Linked DNA regions of Triticum aestivum: region 1 is linked to region 2. Evidence: chromatin contacts called from public Hi-C data. All regions are on one chromosome and are shown on one strand. Each heading gives the region's core, a stretch centred on a gene start, on an enhancer-like site or on the middle of the called end of the contact. The rest is flanking DNA. Distances are from core to core; before and after follow the strand shown.

Region 1 (4,571 bases), core at 1,692-4,191, 270 kb after region 2:
CGATCGTCGGTATCCCCATACCTCGTTCAATCTCGTTACCGGCAAGTCTCTTTACTCGTTACGTAACGCATGATCTCGTGGCTAACTCATTAGTCACATTGAGCTCATTATGATGATGCATTATCGAGTGGGCCCAGAGGTACCTCTCCGTCACACGGAGTGACAAATCCCAGTCTCGATTTGTGCCAACTCAACAGACACTTTCGGAGATACCCGTAGTGTGCCTTTATAGCCACCCAGTTACGCTGTGACGTTTGGTACACCCAAAGCATTCCTACGGTATCCGGGAGTTGCACAATCTCATGGTCTAAGGAAACATACTTGACATTAGAAAAGCTCTAGCAAAACGAACTACACGATCTTGTGCTATGCTTAGGATTGGGTCTTGTCCATCACATCATTCTCCTAATGATGTGATCCCGTTATCAATGACATCTAATGTCCATGGTCAGGAAACCATAACCATCTATTGATCAACGAGCTAGTCAACTAGAGGCTTACTAGGGACATGTTGTGGTCTATGTATTCACACATGTATTACGGTTTCCAGTTAATACAATTTAGCATGAACAATATACAATTATCATGAACAAGGAAATACAATAATAACCATTTTATTATTGCCTCTAGGGCATATTTCCAACACCCCCTCCCATAGGGAGTCCGAATTGGACTAGGGGAGGGGGCATGCCCCCCTTTCCTTCTCCTCTTCCATCTCCCTTTCCTCTTTCCCCCTCCATGAGAAGGAAAAGGGGGGGGGGCGAATCCTACTAGGAGTGGAGTCCTAGTAGGACCCCCCCCCTTGGCGCGCCCCTGGTGGCCGGCCTCCTCCTCTCCCTCCTTTATATACGTGGGTAGGGCACCCCTTGGAGACACACCAATTGTTCCAAGCTGTGTACGGCGTCTCTCTCCACAGTTTACTCCTCCGGTCATATTCACATAGTGCTTAGGCGAAGCCCTGCGCGGATCACATCACCATCACCGTCACCATGATGTCGTGTTGATGAAACTCTCGCTCGACCCTCTACTGGATCAAGAGTTCGAGGGACGTCATTGAGAGCTGAACATGTGCCGAACTCGGAGGTGTCGTACGTTCGGTACTAGATCGGTTAGATCACGAAGACGTTCGACTACATCAATCACATTATACTAACGCTTCCGCTTTCGGTCTATGAGGGTACGTGGACACACTCTCCCCCTCTCGTTTCTATGCATCAGTTAGATATATCTTGCATGATCGTAGGAATTTTTTTGAAATTGCATGCTACGTTCCCCAACAATGGGTACATGCAGCCATGTCTTACACAACATTGCCCCAACCTTCCTTAGCGTAAATGTGAGCTGCTTTTGCCGAACGTCGTACCCATCGAACCTTGTAGGCTCCTTTAGAGGACAACAACCCCTACCCCTTACTTCCTCAATCATAGGTCCATACACTAAAAGTCTCTCGCATTAGATTGAGTTTGGCTGCCACAACTTGGTAGTCGGTCTCCATCACTAGATTGTCTATGCTCAACTCTTCGGCTAGCTACACCACTCGGCAACACACCTTGACGTCTGCTAACTATGGCTTAGTTTTGGTGGAAAAAACGGTCATGCTCCCGCAATGAAGATGCCCTATGGTTCCTAAGGACAACACCATCACCTCCTCTGTCGCCGATTTAAGTGTTGCCTTGTCAGCATTGGCCTTGACCCACCCATCCTCAGGAGGAGTCCAAGGAGACCTTGTCGGGGGGCGGATGAAAAGCCTGAATATGCTTAGGAGCAGTTGTTCATTCCTCCAAGAAGAAGACCACCTTGTCGACCATGATATTAGGGTCACATATTCTGCAACCGTCTTTTACCTCATTTCACGTCGACGAAATCTGGTAGACCGCGTGAGAGAAATTTCTGAATCATACAAAACAAAAATCTCTTCAATATACAAAGTGTTTCGCGAGAAGCTTGTTGACGAATATTGGCATTGCTAGTTTTACTTGTGTTTTCGTGATTAAATGTGTGTTGTTTGGTCTTATGATTTAGTAATGATCCTCGCTTGGGACAAAAAGCTGCTCTTTGAACAATCGTAATTCACATGTGTCTATTGGTAGAGTTGTTTGAATAATAATGGAGAAAATTACGGTGTGTAGCCCCTCCTTCTATGCATGCTTTTCTCCCCCTCCCTTGCAAGGCGACTTAGGCAAAGCCTTCCCCCTCCCCCGTCGATCTCCACCGATGAGTCCATGGATCCAAACTCGGGCTAACTCAAAACCACGTGGATTTGCAGGATTTTGAACAGATCCCGGCAAGAGTGAGGATAACCGAACAAACACTAAGTAGTTGAATTCCCGAACTTAATTTTGCATGTGCAATTTGCCATTCAAACCCTATCTTTGTCTCTCACAAGACCATCCTCATAATTATTTTGACCTAGACTGAAGTTTATCAGAGTCCCCACGCATAGAGAGAGGACTATCACGACAAGCTAGCGGTGCATGATGATGACTGAGCCAGACGTTGGGCTTGAACCAAGATGCGCTGACAAAAGTAGACTTTGCAACCATATGGTACTATCCACCTGGGTAGACCCCTCGTCCAAGAATGAGCACTCCATCCAGTCGTGTGCGTAAGGCGGTTTAGGATCCTTGCCGGTCAAACATTCTTCCATCGCCATGAAGAACCGGACCAACACCGCTGCCGCGAAATCGATATGGATAGACCCGAATAGAACAATGTTTTGTGATTTATAATCATTTTCATTCGAGTCGTCGGAGTATCTCAATAACAATAAAAGGTCAGAGCTACATCATGGAGACCGTGTCAATGTCCAAATCGACATGCATTTGTGTCGGTCTGAAGGGGGAAGGATGGATTGACCTTGCAATGAAAATATCGGACCCCACCTGCCAGTGTGAGGGATTTTTTGGCCGTGTGGGCACCCCGAGCTTTCGGCAGACACTTCCACGAACGAACAGGCAGCCGTCGTCTGGTCCGCTCGGTCCAACCTTTCCTCTCCCGAAAAAAAAAAAAGAAACAACTGCAAAGGCAACAGCCTTTCTCCGCCGAATCACCGGACCCGCGCGCGCGAGCTCGTCGTGGCATGGTGGCGATCCGCGGCCGGCAGCAGCGCCAGCAGCTTCGCCGCGCTCTCCGTGCCCCGCTCCCCTGACCGGCCGCGCGAGATTCGGAGGAGCGGCGGCGGCGGACGCCATGTTTGGGTCCCGGGTCCAGGATGGGGTGGAGATGCAGCAGCGGCGGACGACCAACAGGTGCGTGCCCGCGTTCTCTCGGCTCTCGTGGGCGGCTGGATTTAGCGGCACGGGGCCTCCCCGGAACGCTGCCCGTGAAGAGGAGGGACGGCCCTCCTGGGACGATCGAGGATGCCGCGTTAGATTATTTTTGCTTGGACTAGGTGTTGACTTAGGGGGAGAGGAGGATTCTGGCCATGGTTTGAGTTGGAGTAAGTTGTAGTGAGTTGGAGTTGGCAGGATTTAGCTTCGGCGTCTGCTTCGTTGCTGCCTCGGGGGATCGAACCAGCCGAATTCGAGTTTTGGTTGCTTAGGCTTGACAAGGCGTACAGTACGTTGGGGAGTGGTGGTAGTTTTGGAGCTGGGAATAGGAACGTGAGAGCTCATTTTGCTTCCCTATGTTCTAGCATATGCATGTTTGTTTGCTACTAGTACTCATTTGTATGCATCCAGAAATTAAGGACCAAAAGTGAAATAGGCTATATTTTTGACTCAGCTTACTTCATTTATCTACCGGTTTCCGTGCATCGAGGAATTAAGGACCAAAATGAAACATTATGTCATTGCGATGCTACCTAGTTACCAGGAGATTGCAGATGAGAACAACTCCTATTGTCATCTGTTCCTGTGGGAGCTCTCAGTATCCACAGACCATGTCGACGTTGTGCAGTTTTTAGCACTTCTCTAAGTTGCTCTTCTACTCTGTCTTCAGGATCTTTCCCGATGAGAGGCAGGATCAATCCAAGATGCCGTTTCAAGCCGGACGGGTCGACAGATTCGCTGCCAACAGGATAGACCCAAAGACCCTCGAGAAGCTCAAATTGATGAATGAGGGCAACGTGCCATGGCACAGCCGCATCCTCGACCCCAGAAGCAGCGTGCTGCTGACATGGAACAGGGTGTACCTGGTGGCCTGTCTCTTCGCGCTCTTCATCGACCCTTTCTTCTACTACCTGCCATTTGTCAGAGTCATGGACCAAAGCACTGGTGTTTCGTGTGTTGCCGAGGACCAACGATTGAGAAATACTATGACCGTTCTGCGGACACTCGCTGACTTGTTTTATGTGCTCAACATTGCGATAAAGTTCCATACTGCATATGTAGACCCAAAGTCCAGAGTCCTAGGGAAGGGAGAGCTTATTGTGGATCTAAAGAAGATTCAAAGAAGATACGTCACATCAGATCTCTGTATAGACATACTTGCAGCCATACCACTTCCACAGGTAAATAACTCGAATCTTGTTGCGGCACTTGTCGCATTTTTCATGGCAACTACCTTAAGTATATTCCACTTTTCCAGCTTCAGTGTTAATATCCATATTCTTTCGTACTTAAATTGATTCG
Region 2 (4,065 bases), core at 1,402-3,901:
AAGTAAATCAAACCAGAGATGTAGCAGCCTACTGTCCACACATCTCCTAAAGGTGATCTTAAGATCAACCCCATCCCACAGATCAACAATAGACAAATTATGTTCATTAGCAATGCTATATAGCTACCAAAATTGAATTGCTAAGCTGCAAGACCAAAACCAATGGTCTTCCCAAAATTTTACTCTCTTCCCATTTCCCACTTTCCATTGGAAGCCCATCTTGGCTGCTTTAGCAGCCCAGAGAACCCCTTCCTAGAAAGGACATGGGTTATTATTAGGGCAAGAGAAGATGTTGGGATTATTGGTTCTGTATTTGGAATCAACAATCTGCTTCCACATCTTTTGATCTCCCATATAGTATTTATATACCCAAGAAGCTAGCAGGCTTAGATTCATTTCAGCAATGTTAGGTATCCCCAGACCACCATATTGCTTTTTTCTGGGTCAGTAGCCCCCAACTAGCTAGATGGTACTTGTGGTGTCCCTCGTAGTTGTCCCAGAAACAGTGTGCCATCTGTGAGTTGATCAGATTAATAGCCCACTTGGGGAATTTGATCATACTCATCAAATAAGTGGGAATACTAGCTAAACAAGATTGGACCAACACTAGTTTCTTCTCATAACCTAATAGCCTTCCTCTCCATCCAGCAACTTTTTTAGAACTTTATCAACCACAGGTTGCAAGTCTTCTCTTCTGAGCTTGGAGTGATGGAGAGGAAAACTAAGATATTTCAAGGGGAAAGTTCCCAGGGCACAAGATAGGGCTTGAGCCACATTCTGGGCTTCTTCCTCCTTGACATTGATAGGAACCAGATCACACTTATGAAAATTGATTCTCAAGCCAGACATTTGTTCAAAACAAGAGAGCAACCATTTTAAGTTCTTAGTAGATTCCAAGTTATTTTCCAAAAATAACAAAGTATCATTTGCATATTCCAGGCTGGTTACTCCTTGAGGAAAAATATTAGGCATCAACCCAATCAACATTTTGTTTTTAGCATCTTTATTTAGCATTCTGCTAGAAACACCAGCTACCAGGTTGAAAAGCAAAGGGGAGGCAGGATCACCTTGTCTTACCCCTTTATAAATCTCAAAAAATCACTATTACAATCATTAATTCTAACACCTACATACTGTTTATAAAGAATGGATTTAATTTTTTTCATCCATTTAGGGCTAAATTTCCTCTGGTACATGACTTTCATCAAGAATTCTTTACTAATTCTATCATAGGTTTTCTCATAATCCAACTTAAAGTCAAAACCCTCCTTTTTATTAATCACAACATCATGAATAATTTCATGAGCTGTTACCACACTCTCCACTATAAACCTGCCTTTAATGAAGGCAGTTTGGTTTTGGGAGATGATCTCTTCCCCAGGTTAAAGACCATCCTTTTTATTGCCCATGGTGAGCACTATGAGCGCATCATTCACACACACCTAACTGTCTGCTCACAAGGAATGGACGCAGGCCAAGACTTGGCCAAGAGCACAGTCGAGTGGCGACCAATGGATGCGATCTTGGAGTAGTGGGGGAGGGGGGGGGGGGTGCCATGGGGGGTGAAGAGAAAGGAGAAAGCAAAGGGGGATGGGCCAAAAAAATAATTACGAAGTGGTCCGTCGGCCTAGTAGCATACAACACGATTTCCTATTAGACGTCACTATGATGGTCAAAGCGAGAGGTTTGACTAACCAAACACGACTAACGGTTTGGCATCTTCATAACCTAACACGAGACACAACAACAAACAATTAGTGTGTCTGACAAAGAGAACGGACACATTTATCGGTTAGTCAGCTCGAGAAGATGCGCCGACACCTGTTAACAATGCGTGACTAAGCGCATCGACCTGTTTAGTCATGTAAATTGTTTGTGGAATGTCGCGACACATATTCTAACTAGGTTTTGTGAGTCCTCCGGTGACTCTATTTTTCATGTAACCTCGAGTTGTATCAGGAAGGCACTTTATCTTAATTATACTTGATCAATAAAGTGTGATATTCCTCAAACAAGAAAAAGCCCTGTAGTTGGATGGTTAAATGGACAATGATATCATAGCCCATCAGGGTTCAAGTCCTGATGCTCGCATTTATTGAGGATTTATTTTAGAATTTTCGGCGATACGCGTTCAGTGGGAGGAGACGTTCCCGTTGACTACGAGGCACCTATAGTGACTTTGTAAAATCTTAAAATGATATGCCGACTTATTCTGTCGGAGATACTCATACGGATAGAATATACGTGTAACGCGTTTATAGGGATGAGTGTATATGCGTATGTATGAGCGCTTGTGTCTATACTGATGTTAAAGAAAAAACAATGCGTGACTACGGGTGAGTAGGTGCACACGGCCATCGAATTAACGTGACACGAGAAAATGTACGATCTTCCGGCCAAAAGCCGTGTTGCTCACTTGCACGGACGTTTTACACCGGCACAACACAAGGCAGCATATACCGTTTGTCGTATCGGAATTCAAGCCGGAATTTATTTAGTTGTGTCGGAATTCAGAATTACAGGGTGGAGAAACCGGGCACCGTTCAAGTAGTATGTAAATAGCCACTTCAAATGCTCCACGTGTTGTGATATAAATTTTCTGGGTCCGTGCATGGTGGCACGTTGTGGCCGTTTCGCCGTCGATCCGCGTGGCATGGCATGTCGGCACAGCCAGCCAGCAGCCCAGCAGCACCACAACTTGTGTAATAAAGTCTCCTTCCGTCCTTCCTTCCTTCCCCGACAGAGCAACGCGGCCCAAATCCAAACCCCCCGGACCAGCAGAGCAAGAGAAGGGAGAGAGAGAGAGAGAGAGATCTCCATCCCCGATGGCGTCCCGGAGCTGCACCTTCGTCGAGATCCTGCTCGCCGTCATCCTGCCGCCGCTCGGCGTCTTCCTCCGCTACGGCTGCTGCAGCGTAAGCAATCCATCCCCTTCCTCTCCTCTCCCCCGCGAGGCGATCCTGCTGGGCTGGATGGATGGATCCATGCTGGATCCTGATATATAGCATACTAACAACAGTGTTGATTGGTCTTTCTTTCTGTCTGTCTTGAACAGATGGAGTTCTTGATCTGTCTGCTGCTCACCATCCTGGGCTACATCCCCGGCATCATCTACGCCATCTACGTGCTCGTCGCGCATGGCTCGGCCTCGGAGGAGAGCGGCAAGGACTACGACGCCCTTGCTTGATGTCCTGTAGCAACTCATGCCGTGCGAATCAACATCGTGTGTGTGTGTGTGTGTGTGTGTGTGTGGCGTGTGTTTGTGTTTCCATCTGCACTGTGTGGCGTGCCTTCCTGTGATTCTCATACAACCGAATAAATTTCAGCTCTGAAGATTTTTTCCACTGGTTTACGCCAGTCGGTGAGCAGGTTTGTGTAACAAACAGGAGTTACGATCCCAGGATTCCCCACCACTCGATTTTGTGTGCTCTATGCTTCGTTGCTGGTAACCACCCCTCGTCAAATGTGTCTCTCTTTTGATGGTGCAAATGCCTTGTTTCCAAACCCTTTTACTCCTATACACTTCCTCCATTTCAAAATATAGTGCGTCCGCGTTTTTCGAGGTTCAACTTTGACCATAAATTTAACCAATGAGACCAACTGCGGCGGAAAAAAATTTATATAATTGAAAACTTCTTTCGAATACGAATTTTCACTGATATAATTTTTGCTCCCGCTACAATCAGTCTTGATAGTTAAATTTACGGTCAAATTTAAAGTACGTGGATAGAGAAAGCACTACATTACATTGTGGAATGGAGAGACGTTTAGACAATTCGGACAAAGGACAAAACAGTTCAGTGTCGACTGTCCAAAATGTCTTATCAAAAAGGAGGGAGTGATGTATGTCACGTCGTCCTGATGTAGAGGTAGGGAAGGATCAAACTGTCTTTTTAAGTAGGATAGGAGAGAAGTTTTAGAACCATCATCATGGAGTACTAAGTAATAAGCGCACCAAACGCGGCAGCAGATGCTGTCAAATGTCCAAAACAAGCCGCCGAGACGTGCTTTTGTTTCGGCATGGGTATGCTGTGGACGTGCTGACAGCCCGAAAGGAGAACTTGC

Evidence for each region. Hi-C and Micro-C count contacts between places; a contact is called where the count stands out from the background.
Region 1: a Hi-C map of leaf shows a contact between it and region 2, with 4 times the contacts expected there. The contact joins the promoter of LOC123104801 here to the promoter of LOC123107704 in region 2. A contact is called at or near these places in 1 of 5 Hi-C or Micro-C datasets (leaf) and 1 of 1 datasets of contacts at active chromatin or transcription factors (leaf).

The regions. Positions count from the first base shown.
Region 1 is chr5A:563,767,439-563,772,009 of IWGSC CS RefSeq v2.1, forward strand. LOC123104801 (cyclic nucleotide-gated ion channel 17) reads left to right here and starts at 2,942. Exons shown (of 7, transcript XM_044526701.1): 1 at 2,942-3,248; 2 at 3,940-4,450. The coding sequence starts at 3,190.
Region 2 is chr5A:563,495,030-563,499,094 of IWGSC CS RefSeq v2.1, forward strand. It overlaps LOC123107704 (low temperature-induced protein lt101.2), which reads left to right and starts at 2,652. Exons shown (of 2, transcript XM_044529648.1): 1 at 2,652-2,915; 2 at 3,056-3,344. The coding sequence starts at 2,826. The coding sequence ends at 3,187.